3 separate regions of the Sus scrofa genome follow, and all the other regions are linked to region 2. Evidence: chromatin contacts called from public Hi-C and HiChIP or PLAC-seq data. All regions are on one chromosome and are shown on one strand. The core of a region is the stretch at or near the end of the contact, and the rest is flanking DNA. Distances in the headings are between cores, read along the strand shown.

What was found. Hi-C and Micro-C count contacts between places; a contact is called where the count stands out from the background. HiChIP or PLAC-seq counts read pairs in DNA pulled down with a chosen protein or histone mark.
Region 1: a contact with region 2 is called in a Hi-C map of embryonic fibroblasts, with 2.5 times the contacts expected there. The contact joins the promoter of TET2 here to the enhancer-like site in region 2. A contact is called at or near these places in 5 of 47 Hi-C or Micro-C datasets (embryonic fibroblasts, fibroblasts, skeletal muscle and 1 more) and 1 of 2 datasets of contacts at active chromatin or transcription factors (alveolar macrophages).
Region 3: a contact with region 2 is called in an H3K27ac HiChIP or PLAC-seq map of alveolar macrophages. The contact joins two enhancer-like sites. A contact is called at or near these places in 1 of 47 Hi-C or Micro-C datasets (fibroblasts) and 1 of 2 datasets of contacts at active chromatin or transcription factors (alveolar macrophages).

Annotation. Positions count from the first base shown.
Region 1 is chr8:116,545,607-116,548,306 of Sscrofa11.1, forward strand. It overlaps TET2 (methylcytosine dioxygenase TET2), which reads right to left and starts at 1,370. Exons shown (of 11, transcript XM_013978993.2): 1 at 895-1,370.
Region 2 is chr8:116,385,209-116,387,908 of Sscrofa11.1, forward strand. No RefSeq gene overlaps it. Among named protein-coding and RNA genes, the nearest start is that of PPA2, 140 kb to the left of the region's middle. Within about 2 kb of position 1,268, at least 47 of the 83 cell types and tissues checked have an H3K27ac peak or open chromatin away from gene starts, as enhancers often do. A contact at or near this core is called in alveolar macrophages, embryonic fibroblasts, skeletal muscle and 1 more, where this site is marked.
Region 3 is chr8:116,620,501-116,623,200 of Sscrofa11.1, forward strand. The region is part of intron 4 of LOC110262179 (a long non-coding RNA gene); the gene reads left to right. Among named protein-coding and RNA genes, the nearest start is that of TET2, 75 kb to the left of the region's middle. Within about 2 kb of position 1,376, at least 23 of the 83 cell types and tissues checked have an H3K27ac peak or open chromatin away from gene starts, as enhancers often do. A contact at or near this core is called in alveolar macrophages, where this site is marked.

The DNA of each region.
Region 1 (2,700 bases), core at 120-2,619, 160 kb after region 2:
GCCCTGGCCTCTGTCGCCGCCCCGGGGCCCTCGGCCCCGGCTCCCGGGAATCGGCCCCCGGCCCCGCGGCTCCCCGCACAAAAGCCGGCGGCACCTGGAGCCGAACGTGGGGGCGCGCGGTCGAGGCCGGGACTGGGGAGCGAGCCGGCGAAGCGCTGCGCTCTGAGGAGCGCGCGGGCTCCAGGGAACGTCCGGCCTCCGGACGACGCCGCCGTCAGACCCGGGGTTCCCCGGGGACCCTCGGATAGGTCTCTACCCGGGTGAAGGCTCCAGGCAGGCGCAAAGGGGGAGGCGGCATGTGTCCCTGGCACGAGGATGCAAGACCCTAGCTTAACCTTTGAAACTTTTTGTTGGTGCCGTTCCCCTCCGCCCCCTTAGACTAGGTGCACACCCCCCTGCTGCCTGGCACCCTCCCTGACTCCCACCTCCTGGCAGGTATGCCCTCACGCACCCCAGCGCGCACCCAGGTCTGCCCGCTCGAGCCCGCACCCCACCCCCTGGTAGGTCCACCAGCCCCTCTTCGCCCCCGCTTTGGCATCCTCTCTACACAGTCCCTTTAATCTCGCTCAGCAGAAGCACTCCCGAGTTTCTTCGAGGGCATGCCCTTAGTGCTTTAGGGGTCTGTAGTTTTAAAGACTCGACAAATTAGGAAATTGACCGAGGCCCGCTTCTCCCCGCCCCGGCCCACCTTCTGTTTACTTTGGCCACGTGGGCTGGGAAGGATTCACGCAGATCCAAGAGGGCTTTCTAAGCAGCGACTATCTACATCTCGCTTGATTCAGTTTGTAAGAAATAAACCTGCACTTTCAAGTGCTTAAGAGCATCTATTTTGGAAAAAGAAAAAATTCAGTCTCATAATTAAGAAATGAAGAAATCGACCCATAAACAACTAACCTCCAAAAGGCGATCACTCGATTTCTCCTGACGTTCGTAGTCTACAACTGCTCGCATTCATTGACAGTTTTTCTTTTCTATCGCCTAGTCGTTTTTACTTCTCTTTTAATGCTTTTCCGCACAATCATATGTTTAATGTGACGATGAGACAAAGAACAAAGCCCACGTGAATCGTTATATCAGTTTTTGAGATTTGCTCTCTACCTTTAAGAAGTTCTCACTTTTATCAAATTTCAAATACATATTTGGGGCACATCTTTTACGGGATCGCTACATTGTGATCATGATACTCTTAAGTCAACACACGTTATTCTGTGTCGTTCACTTTTTTGTCCATAATTTTTTTTAGAAGTGAAGTCTTTCTCTAATTTTAGGAAATTAGAATATTTCCTCTTTGAAAAGGGCTGGAAAAAAAGGAACTCTAATGTGTTATGTTGTTACGAGAAAAGTGTTTAAAGTAGGTTCTAGTGAAACATTGTTTATTCCATTTTGAGACAAATTGACTTAGATTTTTGATTTCGCACTAGTCTAAGCAAAACTGTTTGTTTCCCTAAGCATGTAAAATGAATTTCTGTCTTTTCTAACTGCACACTAATACGTCATTGAAGTCTTGGCAACTGCTAGGAGGCTTTAAACTGTTTAGGAGGTGCCTTGTAATTTGTTTTTCAAGTTCAAAAAGTAAAGTTTTCAAAGACTATGATGTACATTCGTATAGTGCATGGTACAGCAGAATTGGGACCACGTGGACTTTGGAGTCTGACAGACCTAGATGAATCTTGACTCCACCCCTTACTAAATGTGTGACCTTGAACATTCTACTTAGCTGTTTTGTGTATCAGTTTCCTCATCTGTTAAACACCCTCTGAAACAGTGTGGTTGTGAGGATTAAATAAAACAACTGGTAAGTGCCCAGGTAGTTATTACTATTACCAATCATAAGCCATCTATTTTCAGGGGTTTTCCTTGATTCACTAGCAGTATACAAGTAATTATATCATTGTCTTCTTAAAGTACATGTAGCAAATATTGTATTCACGTGTGTTTGATAGAAACACCTACGTGTTCCCTTAGCTATTTACAAGATAATTGGGAAAATGATGCTTAAGCTCACTCCCTTCTCATTTCATCTTTTAGACCCTTCTTTCTGTTGTAACAGGTAGTTCCCATATAGCTGGAATCACACTTGGCTAGCAGTTGATTTTGCAACAGGCCCTGAACCTTTTCTTGCCAACTTCTTTCTCTGAACCTCCACCCCACCCTTAACCACCATGACATCTGCTAATTTAAAAGAAAATGCATTACTCCTGTTGGTTATTGTGACTTTTCCACAGCAAAATAAATAAATAAAATTCTAATAGTCTCCAAGTGTAAAACATTTTAGTGAAATTATATATTTTTGATTTTTAAAAAGTTCTTTCTTAGTTGCTATTTCTGGGAAAGAAAAGCTGTAGTTGCACATGATCAGTTGTTTGCTGCACTTCAGTGCACATTTGGATGGGTAATTCAGAGCCAGCTTTTATTTTGTGCATTCTAGAGATTCCTCCTCCTATAGGTGTGGATAATCTATTTTTAAAAGATAATTTGTTGTTTTAACAACAGTAAATTGTTACCAAATTCCTTACCACTTTTCCTCCAACTAGAAAGACCAGTACTGCTCCTACACAGAAAAATCTTTGCTTTCTTATTGGGGGTGAAGGGCGGGGGGAGACAAATAGAACAGGTTCCACGACATGCTATTTTGTGTTAGAAATTTGACTTGATTGGCCTGGGCACCTGATGTCTAACTTAGTTGCTCAGTCTCTAAGC
Region 2 (2,700 bases), core at 18-2,517:
CCTAGCGGGGCAAAAAGATAAACCAGAAACGCACACAAAATGTGAATGTATTGTCTAGATTAAACTTTCCATCGGCTTCTGAATATTCTTAAGTGGTGTGGAAAGCAGGTCAGGGAAGGAAAGGCGGAGGCGGCTTTCTTTGGCCTTGAAAAAGAAACTTTTAAAATCAGAAACACTGTGTTGCGCTTCGTACACATCATCTCATTTAATTCTGTGAACTGATCTGCAAGATAACCATCATCACACTCCTTTTTTTTCAGATGGAGGACAGACAATAGGGCTCAGAAAGGTTAGGACTTGTTCGGGTTCAGACATGGCAGAACCAGAGTTTGAACCCAGGTCTGCCTGACTGAAAAACTTCTGGTCTTTTTTTTTTTTTTTGAGACTAGGCTCATCCTCATATAGCAAGTTAGCCTCTCCCCTGTGTCCCAAGAAGACCATTAAGTGACATTTTCCGGGGGGAGGGGGAGGGGGGGCTAATCCGTACCAAAGAGGTGGTTTCTTCGACAGCTCTTTGACTGGCCAAGTCGGACCTAAAAAAATATTTCCTTACAGAGGAGCACGTCAGAGAGAAGGAGGGAGGGAGGGAGGGAGGAAATTAGGACCAGCTCCCTTTCCCGACTAGGAAATTTTTAACTTCTTGGCTTCCCAGTGGGTAAAGGAGCTCCCCCCTGCCCCCATCTCGTCTCTTCCCACACTGCTTCCTCCCTCCCAGTTGCCTCATTAGTCCTGGCAGCTGTAATTGGTATATTAAATCCAGGAATATGATTTAAAAGAGAAAGTAGGCGGAGGATTTTTCTGGTCTAGCCCAGATCATTTTTCCTGTCTCTGACGATCAAATGTGACTGCTGTACACGCTCAACTGTAACGTCAAGTTCTTTCATTTCCGGGCTCCGTCTCTCCGAAGCTCGGAGGCGGACGGACCTCTGCTACGTTGGAGTCGCCGGCCTTCTGCAAGGACTGCTGTCATCAAAACGAATTGAGAAGAGCATCAGCTTTGAGGAAACGTGATTCTCATCTCTTGCTCTTCCTGCCTTCAGCCCCCTTCCCCCACCGCCGGCTCTGTGACCCCATTTCCAGGACAGGTAGTGCTCTCTTGAGTCACTCTTTCTGTTTCCAGATGGCTCACAGTCATGGTGACTCAGAAGAGCTGAACAGCCCTCTCTTCTCTGAAAGAGCTCATGGTTAGAGTCAGTGAGCAGCTTCTGGGCGTCGTTCGGTCCTTCCGTTGCAGAGTGTCATTCTGTGCAGCCCTGGGGGTTTTCCCTCCTCGGCCGTTCTGGTTGTGAATGGTTACCATGAGAGCGAGTGATTCACCGCTGTTTAATATGCCACGGGGTAGGCGAGGCTCTGTGACATCAGCGGCTGGCGTGTGCTTGGAACCAGACACACACCCACCTACACCCACGCGGTTCTGCTTCTGCCGTGCAGAGCCGGAGGCGCTGAATGGAGCCGGAGCCCAGGTACTCTGACACCGCCTCACGGTGTCATGTTTTCCGCTGACTCTTTGCAGAGAGTCAGAGGCAGGCACAGCCCTACCGGGGGTTATAATGCAGATGGGTTGTATACTCAGCATCCTAAGCTGTGTCACTGGACTTGAGGCCATTTTGGTCTTTCCCTTCCCCTCACCCTTTCTTCCTGACCCAGATCCCTCTGCCAGGGAACAAAGAAATCAGGGGCCGTGTGTCCTAGCCAGTTCATTAATGGAGCCCAGACGCAACCCGCAGAACTCCGACGACGGTCTAATTATACATGTGGCCACCTGGGAGCTCTATTAAAAACTGGACGGCTGGGCAAAGCGCTGACCTACTGGGCCTCTGAGGGTTCTGAGTGGTCAGCCAGCGCTCCTCCCGCCCAGATTAAAAAGAATTCCTCACACCCGCCTTACTTTCAACCAGGCTCGAGAGCCACTTGTTAGCTCTGTGATCTGGAGGGAATTATTTCAATTCTGTGTCTTGGTTTGCTCAACTTGAAGATGGAGATAATAATAGGACATCCCTTAAGTGGTGATTATGGGGATTGGGAAAGTTCATCCACGTAAGGCACTTAGATCAATCTTTGGCCCGTAGTAAAGTTTTCTATAAATGTGATTATTAATATCCTTACTAAGCTTATAACTTCCTAAGCTGCAAATATATAGGTAACATCACAGCCTACCTGGGAGAGGAAAGCATAGCCTCTGGAAAACTCTATACCTTGATCTGAAAGTACTGTGATTGGCCATCAGAGTCACACCATCCATAAGCACCTGAGTGGTCCTTGAACACATGTTCTCTGCCTGCAGTTGTACTTTTAGGAATCTTGTAGGGGCTGGGACTGAGTCATATTTAACCTTGCTTCCAGGTCTCTCTGTGGTTCTTCCACAATGTCTAGCATGTTTACAGATGCTCATTTGAATTGACATCGAGGGCCATTATTTGGGATATCTCCTCTCCAAATGCTTGGCAGTGCAGAGCTGGCAGCTCCACCACACAGTGGAGGTTGATTTCAGGCTCCAGTTACTCCAGAATTCCTGACTGCTTGATGGGAGTGTCATAGAAAATACAGAGGTTTTTATTTTGGTTTTTAAACCGTCACATCCCCAGTATCTAGAACAGGACCTGGCACATGACCAGTGTTCAATAAACATGTGTGGAAGGTATAAATAAATGAAAAATATTGGAATGGCTTCAGGAAGTCATGTGTCTTGAGACTGGCAAA
Region 3 (2,700 bases), core at 126-2,625, 240 kb after region 2:
AAATTTCATAGGCTCATTACATACTAGTGAAGTAGTAGGTCTGGTATTTGTCTAAAAATTGCCTCATTCCTTTCACTCTAATATTTGCCTGAGTTCCTCAAACACTGATTTGAGGATATCTTTTTTTTTTTTTTTTTGCTTTTTAGGGAGGCACTCACGGCATATGGAGATTCCCAGGCTAGGGGTCGAATCAGAGCTACAGCTGCCATCCACAGCCACAGGCATGGCCACAGCCACAGCCACTACCATGCCAGATCTGAGCCGCGTCTGTGAGCTACACCACAGCTCATGGCAATGCTGGATCCTTAACCCATTGAGAGAGGCCAGGGATCGAACCTGCAACGTCATGGTTTCTAGTTGGATTTGTTTCCAATGCACCATGATGGGAACTCCTGAGGATATCTTTTAGTCTTTACACTAGTGATTAAAAAAAAACAAACAAAAACCCTTCATTTTGAGAATGCACCATAGAAGAATAATATTACAGGAGGACTGATGCTTGGCAACTTTGAAGAACTACAAGAAAATTCTGTGCAAAAACTTATACGCAAAAAGAGAAAGTTCTATGACCTCCCCCCAAATCCTGTCCTAGAGTAAGAACTCAATAGATATTTGCCAAATAAATGAAAGGATTAAATTAGAAAATAAATTTTTTTTCTTTTAAGCTCAACAGAGATAGTGATTTTCAGACAAAAAATATTATCGCAAATATTTCCCAGCCAGCAAATGTCATTATCACACCCCTTGCCTAATTTTGGAGATATTATCATGTCTAGCAACAATAGTGTGGATTAAGATTTGTAACGGTTTCGTTGGTTCTAAGGCCCTGAAAATATGATAATTAGAGCATTCTGGATGCTCATTCTTCCTGTTAGAATTATACTGATATTATCATTTCATTTTTGTTTGTTTGTTTCTCCTAACAGCATTCCCATCTTGGCACTTAAGTAGAAAACTTCACTTTTTATGCTTGTTTCACAGTTGATTCCATCCTTTGACTTCCTGTTTTCACAATTTGCCAGCCAATCAAAGATATGTGTGGTCTGAAAGCATGTGTCAACTGAACAGATATCAAAAATAAAACACACATATACATCCCAAAAGACGTGTGTCAAAATCAGTAAGATTGCACAAGGCAGAAACCTCGGATGGTGCATTCACAGAAGAAAATTGTCAGAAATTAGTTCATTCAGTCTAGTATCTGAGCTTTAATAAACCGTGTCTTATCTCCTTTGGCCAGTGGACAGTTTCTAATTGGTAAGGGTCCAAGGTAAGGCAAACAAATGCAGGGAAATCTGTCTGCCTGGCTTTCTACATCAGCAAGATAGCCCTATCGTACATCAACGGACAGGCTTCAAGTTGACAACAGGAAAAATGTGACTCAGCTTCTACAAAAGGGGAAGTCCCGGCACTGGGCTCAAACAATGGGCCTGTCACTTTACTGCTCTGCTGGTCTTACTTTTTTTTGAAGATATGCAGGGGCAGAGGACTCAGTATCCTTCTCTGGGTCCTAGACACTGCATTTAGTATTGAGGAAGAGGTATTGTTAAGGGTGAGAGTGGAGCAGAGGAAACAATGCAGAGCTTGTGGTTAGGCTGGTAAAATGACACCTTAAATTCCAGGAATACTTCATCTGGGTATGGAAACAGGATAGGCCCCGGAACAGAACAGAAGCAAGGCAAATGCTCCCTAGAACATGAAACTCCTGAATGAATAAAACAAAGAAAAGAGTCTGTGAGGGATATGCTTATTTTCTCCTTCTATTGTCATGTGTCTGCTGTTCCCAGTGCGGAAGAGAAATCCCATTTCAAGTCAGCAACTACCTGTTCAGTGATGCAAAAATCTTTCTGTGACATGATGCCAAATGCCATGTACATGTGTTTAAGTTTCGTTATTTGATTTTTCTTTTTTTGGGAGGGGGGGATTGTTGAGACCTATAAGGCTGAAAAAAACTTTATTTCTTTGACAACTATGCTCCATATAACACAAATCACACCACCACCACCCCATGGGTAGACCTCACTCTAGAGTCAGCACAGAAAGAGCATGTCCTTCAAGTGAGCTGCTCTAAAGGGTCTCTGGTCTCCAGCAACTGGACCACCATTACCCACTGTGCTCATAGGTCATCCTTAGTCCCTCTCTTAGGGCTTTGTCTAACTTCACAGTTTCCATTTCTTCTGTATTGACTTCTGAAAGTTCCATCCTCTTTCTTTCTTGTGGTGAAGTGATAAAATGGTTAAGTTTGGGTGATTAAGACCTTTTGGTGAAACAGAGACTTACAAGAACCAGGAGGAGTGGCTATATGTTGCTGGGTCTCAGACTTTTATGGGAAAGACAATGGCAGTAGTGAAAGAATCATTGGTGAGAACATGAGTTTTCTTTTCTTTCTTTTCCTTTTTTTTTTTTTTTGTGTGTGTGGCATATGTAAGTTTCCAGGCTAGGGGTGGAATTGGAGCTGCAGCTTCCCCCCACAGCCCCAGCAATGCAGGATTTGAGTTGTTTCTTTGACCTACACCACAGCTTATGGCAATGCTGGATACTTAACCCACTGAGTTAGGCCAGGATAGAACCCGCATCCTTGTGGATAGTAGTGGGCTTCCTTACCACTGAGCCACAATGGGAACTCCTTTTTTTTTTTTTTTTTTTTTTCTTTTGGCCACCCCCAGGGCATGTGGAAGTTCTGGGGGCAGGGATTGAACC